2 separate regions of the Callithrix jacchus genome follow, and region 1 is linked to region 2. A link is a contact called in public Hi-C data. All regions are on one chromosome and are shown on one strand. The core of a region is the stretch at or near the end of the contact, and the rest is flanking DNA. Distances in the headings are between cores, read along the strand shown. Region 1 holds the start of ANKRD9 (ankyrin repeat domain 9). Region 2 holds the start of ZNF839 (zinc finger protein 839).

Region 1 (4,987 bases), core at 24-2,523, 170 kb after region 2:
CCTAGTTCTGGGGATGTGGGTATATCACTGTCCTTGGCCAAGCCTCAGCTTCATCTGTAAGAAAGGGGAGGGGTGGATGACGGCTGTGCGGGACAGGGTGAGGCTGGGGCATAGCGCCAGCCCTGTCCAAACATGTTTGCTTACACGTTAGCACCCCTAGCTCCTGAGAGGAGGCAGGAGAGTGAAAACAACTTTAAGACCGGTGTGCACCACACTGCACTATCAGCCATCCTCTCTAGGTCTCATACTTCTCTTGATCTCCCCAACTACTAGATGAAGTGTGGGTACTGCCATCCCACTTTCCAGCAGGGCACAAGCTTCTCCAAGGTCAGCAAGCCACGGCAGAGCCAGGCCTAGAACTCAGGTCTCCTGCGTCTCAGTTTGGGCTCATTCCAGAATTGGTGGGGACTCCCAACCCACAGGGAATCGAGCTTGTGCCCTGCCCCTGCCCTCTGGGCCCCCAGCCCCGACCTGAGCCTAGGCGTCTGACCTCTGGCTCTGGCCCAGGCTCCCTACTGCCTTCTTTCAAGGGTAAGCCCTTGGTCACAGGGAGCCTGGGACAGAGGGCAGGCCGCATCCACACACACTGGGTCACTATCGCTGGAGTAACTGAGTTAAGGAGAGCGGCCCGGTGGGGGTGGGCTGCGGCCCGTGGGCAACACCGTGACTGGAGTCCGTTCCCCAAGCCTGGGCCTCCGCGCCAGGTATGCCCTGTGCGGGCACGCGTGGGGCGCCGGGCAGGTTACGTAAAGTTCGGCCTCCCCACGTCAGCGGGCAGAGACACGGCCGCGGCTCGTGAATAAGGGGGCTGGGCCATCGAGGGCAGCGCCGCGCCCGAGGCCGCCCGCCACCTCCTTCCCGTCCCCTCCCGGCCCGCACGGCCTGACCTCGGGGGGCGGAGGGTCGCAAGGGCGAGCGGGGCGTCCGCGCGCAGGTGGCCAGCGCAGATAGGGCTGCACCTGCGTGCGTGTGTCCCGGGGGAGGAGGCGGCGGCGGCTGCGGGTGCGGCGCTGGGGCCGGGGACTCACCTTGGGGGGCGCGGGGCCACTGGCCGGGCGTCCCCGCCCCCGCCGCGGGCCAGAGAGCGTGCTGTCCCCAGCCGGCGAGCGAGCGAGCGAAGGTCCCACGACGGACGCACGGGAGGGAGCCGCCGCCGCCCGCGCCCGCCGCAGCCGCGCTGTGAACCGCCGCGGCTGGATCGCAGGGCGGCGGTGCCGGCGCCGGCGGCGGGCGGGCGGCGGGCGGCGGGCGGCGGGCGGCGGGCGGCGCAGTGCGGCCCCGGCCGGGCAGGACCGCGGGACCGTCCGCCGCCGCCATTGGCCCGCGCCGCCGGCCCCCGCCACCGCCCATTGGCCGCCGCGCTGCACCATTGTTACGTCACCGGCTGGCGGGCGGGGCTCACCGCTGGACCCGCGGAAAACTTCGGAGAAACTTGAGGGAGCGCGGGCGGGGACAAACGGAGCGGAGGGGCGGGGCCGTGGCGAGAGGGGCGGGGCTCCGGGAACCCGAGCTGCGGGCGGAGAGAGGCTCCGCGCTCCGGGCAGCCCGGTCCGGGGAGGGCGTAGCTGCTCTGCCAGCCCGGGCGCGCGCGTAGGTGGCCCGCCTTCCGCCGTGCGTGACTTTACTCGTCGCGTCCAACTCCCCTGTTCTCTGACCTTCTGTGACCTTGGGAAAATCCTCCGGGCTGTTGCCCCATCTGCACGTGGGAAGCGGGGGAGCTGTGACCCCTAAGGGCTCCACAGCCTTCTGCCCGGCTCGGTTCCTGGCGCGCCCCCGCTCCGGCGGACCCGCGCACAGTAGGGAGGGGCGGACGGACGAGGACAGCTCCTTAGGAGTGGGCGCGACGCCCGTCTCGGCCTCCACACTCTTGATTCCGCCTCGATTCACGACCACCCGCCGCAGTGGACACAATGATCCCCAGTTCGGCCCCCAGCAAAGCAGGCCTCAGATAGGTGGCCTCCAAGAGAGGAGCCGCCAGGAGAGAAGCCAGGGTTTGCCCTGCGGTTCTTCCCACATTTGGGCGAGATGGGTTGGGTTTGGCCTCAGCCGCCCCAGCCTCTCCGTGGGGGTCCAAGGTTTGGGGTCATGACCTAGGGGGCTTAGGAGCCTGGGTCCATCTCTACTGATTCATGGCCTCACTTGCCTCAGCGGCTGGAAGTTCTAGGCCTATTTTACAGATGCGGACACAGATCTGGAGAGGGGCACGACCCTCCACCTGGAATCCCCCACAGAAATTCTCAGAGGCCAGGCCCCTGGGGTCTCATGGTGAACTCCCCACACTCCATACAGGGGCTCTTTCTGGCTCCTTCCGCAGAATGCTGTCCCTGTCCTTGCAGTACTGTCTCACCAGGGAGACCCTCCCACTCCGCTCCATCCAAGCAGGGCTTCTGTCTCGCCCCCGGTGGGAGGGGCCTGGCCCAGAGGACACGTCCCTACACCCATGCCCAGCCCTGTCCTGGCTTACCTCTGTGCACCAGCCAGTCAGGGCAGGTGCTGGTGGGGCCAGTCTGCGTGGAAGTCACCTGGGCCCTCTCAACAGACCTGGGCAGGCCGCTGTCCCCAGCCGCACAAGCGCAATCCCTTAGGCACACATGCCACAAAGCAGTCCTGGGTGGGTAGTACCAGGAGGCAGGCAAGGCTGTGAGGCCCAGAGAGGGCCAGTCCACCCCGGCGCAGGTGGCTCTCACGTGCACCCTGCCCAGGCTGCTTTGCATGCACCCAGCGGGAGATGCCCAGACCCCACCAGCCCTGCCCCACCTCAGGGCAGGGGAACTTGCAGGCCATGCCATCTCTCCCAGGGAGTCCATGGAAACTGCCAAGCTTACAGCAACCAGGTCATCAGCAGGGGTAGGGGTACAGAGGGCACTGGGCCTGGCATTTGCACCTGCCTTTGCCTTAGCTCCACGCATGTCTCCTCCCATCTCTAGGCCTGTCTCCCTAGGGCTTCTCCCATCTGCCAGTTCCGGACGCCCCCAGTATGATGGTGGGGAAAGCAAAGTGAGTGGAGGTCCTTGGGACAACAGCCAGCCTTTGGGAGCTCCAGACCCTGGGGGAATCTTGGGGAGGTGGTGCTCAGGTGGGCTACCTGTGGCTCAAGGCTCCCCTGCTCCCTTGCCCCATTCTGCTCTTTGAGGGCTGGAGTTGAGGTGCAGCTGTCTCCATGGCTACTGCTGGAATGAGGATAAAAGGGCATCAGTGGATGCCAGGCTGTACCCTGGGCCTCAGGGTGGGTCTCTCCACCCCTTGATGTCTCCCTTGCCCCCTCAACCTGACCTGCCTTCCTTGCTAGGGATCCCAGAGGCCTTTTTTTTTTTTCAAGACAGAGTCTCACTCCATCACCCAGACTGGAGTACAGTGGCACAATCTCAGCTCACTGCGTCTACTTCCCAGGTTCAAGTTATTCTCATGCCTCAGCCTCCCAAGTAGCTGGGATTACAGGCATGCGCCACCATGCCCAGCTAGTTTGGGGTTTGTTTGTTTTTTTTTAATTTTTTAAGAGATGGGGGTCTCGCTATGTTGCCCAGGCTGGAGTGCCGTGGCTATTCACAGGCGAGATCCCACTACTGACCAGCACAGGAGTTTTGACCTGCTCCTTTTCTGACCTGGGCCAGTTCACCCCTCCTTAGGCAACCTGGTGGTCCCCCACTCCCGGGACGCCACCATATTGATGCCAAACTTACCGCAGACACCTGATCAGCATAGCACACTACAGCCCAGAACACCTGGGCTCAAGCGATCCTCCAGCCTCAGCCTCCTGAGTAGCTGGGACTGTAGGCACCTGCCATGGCGCCCGGCTAGTTTTTGGGGTTTTTTTAGTTTTGTTTGGTTGGTTGGTTTTGTTTGTTTGTTTTTGAGACAGAGTCTCACACTGTTGCCCAGGCTGGAGTGCGGTGGCGAGATCTCAGCTTACTGCAACCTCTACCTCCCAGGTTCAAGCAGTTCTCCTGCCTCAGCCTCCCGAGTAGCTGGGATTACAGGCACCTACCACCATGTCCAGCTAATTTTTTTGTGTGTTTTTAGTAGAGATGGGGTTTCACTGTGTTGGCCAGGCTGGTCTTAAACGTCTGACCTCGTGATCCACCTGCCTCGGCCTCCCAAAGGAAGCTGGGATTACAGGCATGAGCCACGTCGCCTGGCCAGTTTTTGTATTTTTAGTAGAGACGGGGTTTTGGCCATGTTGGCAAGGCTGGTCTCAAACTATTGGCCTCAAGTGATCCCCCTGCCCCAGAGGCCTTTTTCTAAAAGCCAAGTCTGACCCTGTTTCTCAGCTGCGTAGAAGCTTTCTGTGGATGAAGACAGAGCCACAAAATCCAGATGGGCAGAAACAGGCATTTCTGGCAGGGGGCAGAGCAGGAGCAAAGGACTGGAGCGTGACACAAAGGCTGCAGAGGCCAAGTGACAGGGGCAGGGCCCACAGGGCCTTGAACGTCACCAAGGAGCTGAGGTTTTCCCCTGAGGCCCGGGGGGTGGAGCAGAGGGTTTGAGAAGCGGTTTTGTTAGTGAATTGTTTCAGGCGAACACACGAAGAGCATAATGATGCTGGGAGCTCGGCACCCAGCTGAAGGAGCAACACCCGGCGGAGGGGAAGCCCTGTGTGCCCATCCCCTCCCTCCCAGCCAGTCTCAGTGCCAGCCCAAGTGGGTCCTTCCCACCGTGAGTGCAAGTGGCAGCAGACATTGTAACACTCCCTGCCGTGGGCCCCACAGCGCTGCCTCACCTCAGCCGCTTGCCTTTTTCTCCCGTGGTCACTTTTAGAGCCATCCCCGGGAAACCCCCTGCGGGGTCGCAGCTGCCATCTATGCTGCAGTGTCTGGCTGATGAAAGCTGTCCCCTGCGAGCACGAGTGTGGACACCCACAGCAGTGCTGAGGTTGCTGGTGCCCTCCACGTGGCTTCATGGCCTCATTGCTGCACCAGAGGCTGCCCAGGGACGGGTGTACAGCTGTGAAGGGGCGGGTTCCTCAGGGAGGGAGGATGGACTGCCAGGA
Region 2 (5,032 bases), core at 2,157-4,656:
TTTTAGGGGTGGGTACCATTGTTGCCCGCCCAGTGGCTGTATGAACCCTTCTACCTTGTACCATGTGATTTATTTATGTGCTCAGTTAACGAGAGCAAAATAAAAACATTTTTTCATACCCCTCCCCCCAAGAAAAAGGAGAGAAAGCTATGGTTTGTCCACTCAATGAAACACTGAGGCCCACTTCCGCCGAGGATGTGCTCCAGCGCCGTCTGGAGTCCCTTCAAGTTGATGGGATTGACGTCAGGGGTCCCTTCAAGTTGATCTCAGGAAGCTTCCTGAGATCCTCCCAGAAGTGGATGCTGGTGTACGGCCCGCAGAACCAGGAGCCGAATAAACCTCTTTTCTTTATTTAAAAAAAAGAAAAAGAAAGGAAACACCGAGGAATCATTTAAAATGACATTTGCAACTGTTTAGGGATATGCGTATGATGGAATATTAAATGCAAAAAGAAAGAGAAAAAGCAGACTGCTTCAAACAAGGCTTTGGATTCCAGGTACATATGTATTAAATACTCGTGCACAGTGCGGGGAAAAATCGGCAGGAAGGAAGCCAGGACCCCAGCGGCCCTTGTTTATTGGGCGATAGGGAACGGGTGGTTCTTTTGTCCTTGGTCCGGTTTTTTGTGTTCTCCAAGCTTGATTTAATTGTTTTAACCATGCTAAAATAAAGGCTCTGATACACGAGGTTTCCGGGCTGCAGGATTCTCGGAGATAAAAACAGCAGGGAGTTGGAATGTTTGAAAACCTTCTCACAGCGGAGCTGAACCTCCCACGTGCGGTTTGGAGGTCGTCTCCCTTCTCGAGGCCCCCTAGGTCTCAGTTTCTGCATCCGGCCAATGGGGATGACCGGGAGGAGGTGGAAAGTCACCGCTGGGGCGAAGCGGAAGGAGCCGGCGGCGCGCGCTCGGTAAGGGGTGAGTCGCCGGCGGGCGCGGGCGTGGAGCCCTCCTAAGAATCCTAGTGGCACCGCCCCGTCAGGCGGCCGGTTAGCTCAGTTGGTTAGAGCGTGGTGCTAATAACGCCAAGGTCGCGGGTTCGATCCCCGTACGGGCCAGTCTGGAATTTTTTTTTTTTTTCCCCCCCCCCCTCCACCCATGAACTCCTTTTGCAACTGTTTTTTTTTAAATGCTCCTTTCTGGTACTGTAACTGGCGTGCAGGCAGGAGCGAATGGCGGAATCTTTTGGACTCGGCCCAGAGGTGGTCGAAGGCGGCCTGCTGGGGACAGCGGGAGGAACCCAACGCGCGCTGGGGCCGTGGCTCTTCACGCAGAGACCTCACGCCCGATGCCACCTGAAGGGTCTGTTTTAGAATGCCATTGGTTAGGCCTTTAACATTTGTCATTTTTGGGGGGGCACTCAGCACATCCAAACCGATGCACATCACCAGCTCCCACCCCCCACGTTTCCTGAGGCTGCGTCTGGCCTGGAGGAACCGCCCAGTGAAGACAGGTGCTCCCAGATGTCTCGGCCTAGTGTTCCCTGGGCCCCCTGGCGGGGAGGCCCTAGAGTTGAAAATCCCGGCCTGGAATGAATGCATTCCACAGATGAGTGTGGAGTGCTACCACTGCTGGCCCAGCACCGTTCTAGGCTGGGCGCAAAACGCTGAGACAGACAGTGACAGCCAGCAGATGACTGCCACGTTTTCAGTGAGGCGTTCAGGTTGTGAAAGCCTCTGGAAACCTTCTCTTCCCCGCCCCACCGCCCCCTTTTCTTTTCAGAAATCTCTTAGGCTTCTCATTTCTTCCTCTTGGTTCTGCATTTTGCAGCCGGAGCAGGTGGATGCATTTCCCTCTCCTGGTTCAAGTTTCTAGGGTGGTCAGTTGTGCTCAGCTGAACAAAAGCCGGTTGTATAGGGTCGATGCCATTAATGTCAGGATCCATCAGGGGCTCCACCTGTTCTTGAAAATTCTACAGTGGAAACAGCTACTAGCTCTGTCTGACCTAAATAAGAAGGAGCTCAAAAATCTACAGACCTTGGTAAGTGCCCAGGGTGTAGTAAAAGTTCTCAATAAATGCCAGGCGATGGCGCTGCTGCTATTATAAGCAAACTTAGGAGAGCCTGGGCGGCTGACACCTAAAATAGACACCTGTACACAGATGAATGTCACATCTTTTAATAGTACTGGCAGGCACGTTGTTAGATGCAGGGTCACAGCATGGAGGCCTCGGTGGAGTTTGCAGCCCTCACGTTTCCTGAGCTTGAAGGGGTTTAGAATATGCCACGGTGGCATGAATATTATTATTATTTAAAGACGGGGTTTCACCATGTTGGTCAGGCTGGTCTTGAACTCCCGACCTCAGGTGATCCGCCCGTCTTGGCCTCCAAAGTGCTTGGATTACAGGCGCGAGCCACCACGCCTGGCCTGAAAATTATTTTGAGTAGAAGGCATTTTAATTCCTGAAATCTGGCCAGGTGCGGTGGCTCACACCTGTAATCCCAGCACTTTGGGAGGCTGAGGCGGGTGGATCACCTGAGGTCAGGAGTTCAAGACCAGCCTGACCAACATGGTGAAACCCTGTCTCTACTAAAAATACAAAAATTAGCTGGGTGTGGTGGCGGATGCCTGCAATCCTATCTACCTGGGAGTCTGAGGCAGGAGAATCACATGAACCCAGGCGGTGGAGGTTGCAGGGAGCCAAGATGGCGCCACTGCACTCCAGCCTGGGAGAGAGAGTGAGATTCAGTCTAAAAAAAAAAAAATCCTGAAATCTCTTATCTGCTAAAAAGCAGAGCTTCCACTGTGCTGCGCACAGTGGTTCACACCTAGAATCCTAGCACTTTGGGAGGCTGAGGTGGGTGGATCACCAGAGGTGAGGACGTTGTGTTAGAGGGCCTAGAGTCAACATGGTGAAACCCCGTCTCTACTGAAAATACAAAAAATTAGCCGGGCATGGTGGCGCGTGCCTGTAATCCCAGCACTTTGGGAGGCCGAGGCGGGTGGATCACGAGGTCAAGAGATCGAGACCATCCTGGTCAACATGGTGAAACCCCGTCTCTCCTAAAAATACAGAAAATTAGCTGGGCATGGTGGCGCGTGCCTGTGATCCCAGCTACTCGGGAGGCTGAGGCAGGAGAATTGCCTGAACCCAGGAGGCGGAGGTTGCGGTGAGCCGAGATCGCGCCATTGCACTCCAGCCTGGGTAACAAGAGCGAAACTCCGTCTCATTAAAAAAAATAATAATAAATAATAAATAAATACATCCATGACAGGCAGTAAGAAAATAAGGGAGAGCGGGTGTTCGCTCTGCTGATAGGAGCCGCGGTGGTTGTCGGCGGGGGCGGGGCACTCCACGACTTTCCCGCCAGGCACGGTCGCCTTCCGAGGTGTCTTGGCCTGCGAGGCACCCGTAGCCCGCCCCTTTCCCAAGTGACGCACATTGGAGCCGCCGTCGCTCAAAGACCCGGGTTCGAGTCCCCGCCTCGGCCGCCATGGCGGATGTGGAGCCGGAGGCTGGGGGCGGCAGCGAGGATGGCGGCGGCGGCGGCGGCGGCCCGGCCACTCCGGGCCAGAACGGCAGCGTCGCACGTGTGGCCCCGCTGGACCCCGAGCAGCTGCGGCGGGTCCTGGAGCGAGTGACGAAGGCGCAGCCGCCGCCGCCGCCGCCGCCGCCCCCATTCGTGCTGCAGGAAGCGGCGCGGCGGCTGCGGGACGCGGCCCAGCAGGCTGCCCTGCAGCGGGGCCCGGGCGCCGAGCCCCCGCGCCTGCCGCGCCTGCTGCCGCCCCAGGTGAGGCGCCGGGAAGGGACGTAGGGAAACTGAGGCCTGGAGGGGGCCGAGGCCCCGCGGCGGGGCTGGCTGCTTCGCCCGGGTCAAGACTCAGGGCGTCCCCAGGCCGAGTTCCCCAGGGACGGCGTTCGGCCCCCACCTGTCACCACCCTGGCATTTTCACCCCAGGAGCCTCAGTCGAGGAGCCGTTGCTCACGCTGCGCCCTGTGCCTGGGACGCCCTCGTGCCTTCCCTGCCTCCGCGGGGCGCCTGCGTGCCGCCTAGCTCTCCCTGCAGGCCTCTGGCCGCTCGTGCGGCCTTGGCGGGGCACTTAGAGACGGTGCTCCCGCCACGCCCCACTGTGTGCGCGAGGTGACGCCTTGAACACACTTGAAGAATGAACAGAAGGCAGGTTCTGGGAGTGATGGGGCTGCTTTGGAGTGGGTGGTCCCGTGGGGCCAGACCCTGGAGCGGAAACCTGAATGAATTAAAGGCACCAACTTGGCTTTTTAGGTGTAAGGTGCCGAGGCCCAGGCTTGGCAGAAAGTTAAACACAATATACGAGTTCGCTGCGGGACTTACCGTCCTGAGTGACAGTCACTGATTTGTAACCTCAGTACCCAGCACAGCACCTCATGCACACGTAATGTTTGGAATATGTGAAAGCACTCTTATACTACAAAACAGCCTTTCTCAGTGGGTTTATTTCCTGGAGATATGGTCGCCCAAGTCCGGAGGGTGTAGCGTAGCGCCTGAAGCCAGAGGTCCTACACGTCATCTGTGAAATTCCATCCCATTTCAGCGCTGGGGTGGTAAACAAAATTAGTCTCATCCCAAAATTGCCGAAAGAGAGCTTTCATTAGCTGGGTGTGGTGGTGGGCGCCTGTAATCCCAGCTACTTAGGAGGCTGAGGCGGGAGAATCGTTTGAACCCGGGAGGCAGAGGTTGCAGTGAGCCGAGATCGCACCATTGCACTCCTCCAGCCTGGGCTACAGGGCGAGACTCCATCTCAAAAAAAAAAAAAAAAAGAGCTTAACTTATTCCACTGGAAGAAATGGGTTAGTGAATAGAATCAGGGATCTTCACTCGTGAGTTTTTTTGGCTGTTAGTTGCCTAGGGTCGTATCCAGTTAATCATCAAGACTGGAGAGTTGTCTCGCTAAGATTTGGGAAGACAAGTATGATCCCGCCCAAATGCCACACTATCACTATCCAGAGGTGTGACCTTGGGTAACTCAACCTTTTTGGTCTTTGGTCTGGGTCAGATGGCTGCAAGACGCCATCCGGGGTGGCCATCTGCAGAGCCTCTGCTCTGCCCCAGGCAG

Evidence for each region. A called contact is a pair of places that touch in the nucleus more often than the background predicts.
Region 1: a contact with region 2 is called in a Hi-C map of skeletal muscle, with 4 times the contacts expected there. The contact joins the promoter of ANKRD9 here to the promoter of ZNF839 in region 2. A contact is called at or near these places in 2 of 3 Hi-C or Micro-C datasets (both in skeletal muscle).

The regions. Positions count from the first base shown.
Region 1 is chr8:137,391,253-137,396,239 of calJac240_pri, forward strand. It overlaps ANKRD9 (ankyrin repeat domain 9), which reads right to left and starts at 1,274. Exons shown (of 4, transcript XM_009006582.5): 1 at 1,029-1,274; 2 at 1-54.
Region 2 is chr8:137,215,607-137,220,638 of calJac240_pri, forward strand. It overlaps ZNF839 (zinc finger protein 839), which reads left to right and starts at 3,407. Exons shown (of 8, transcript XM_017977342.4): 1 at 3,407-3,729. The coding sequence starts at 3,433. TRNAI-AAU (transfer RNA isoleucine (anticodon AAU)) reads left to right here and starts at 983; the gene lies at 983-1,056.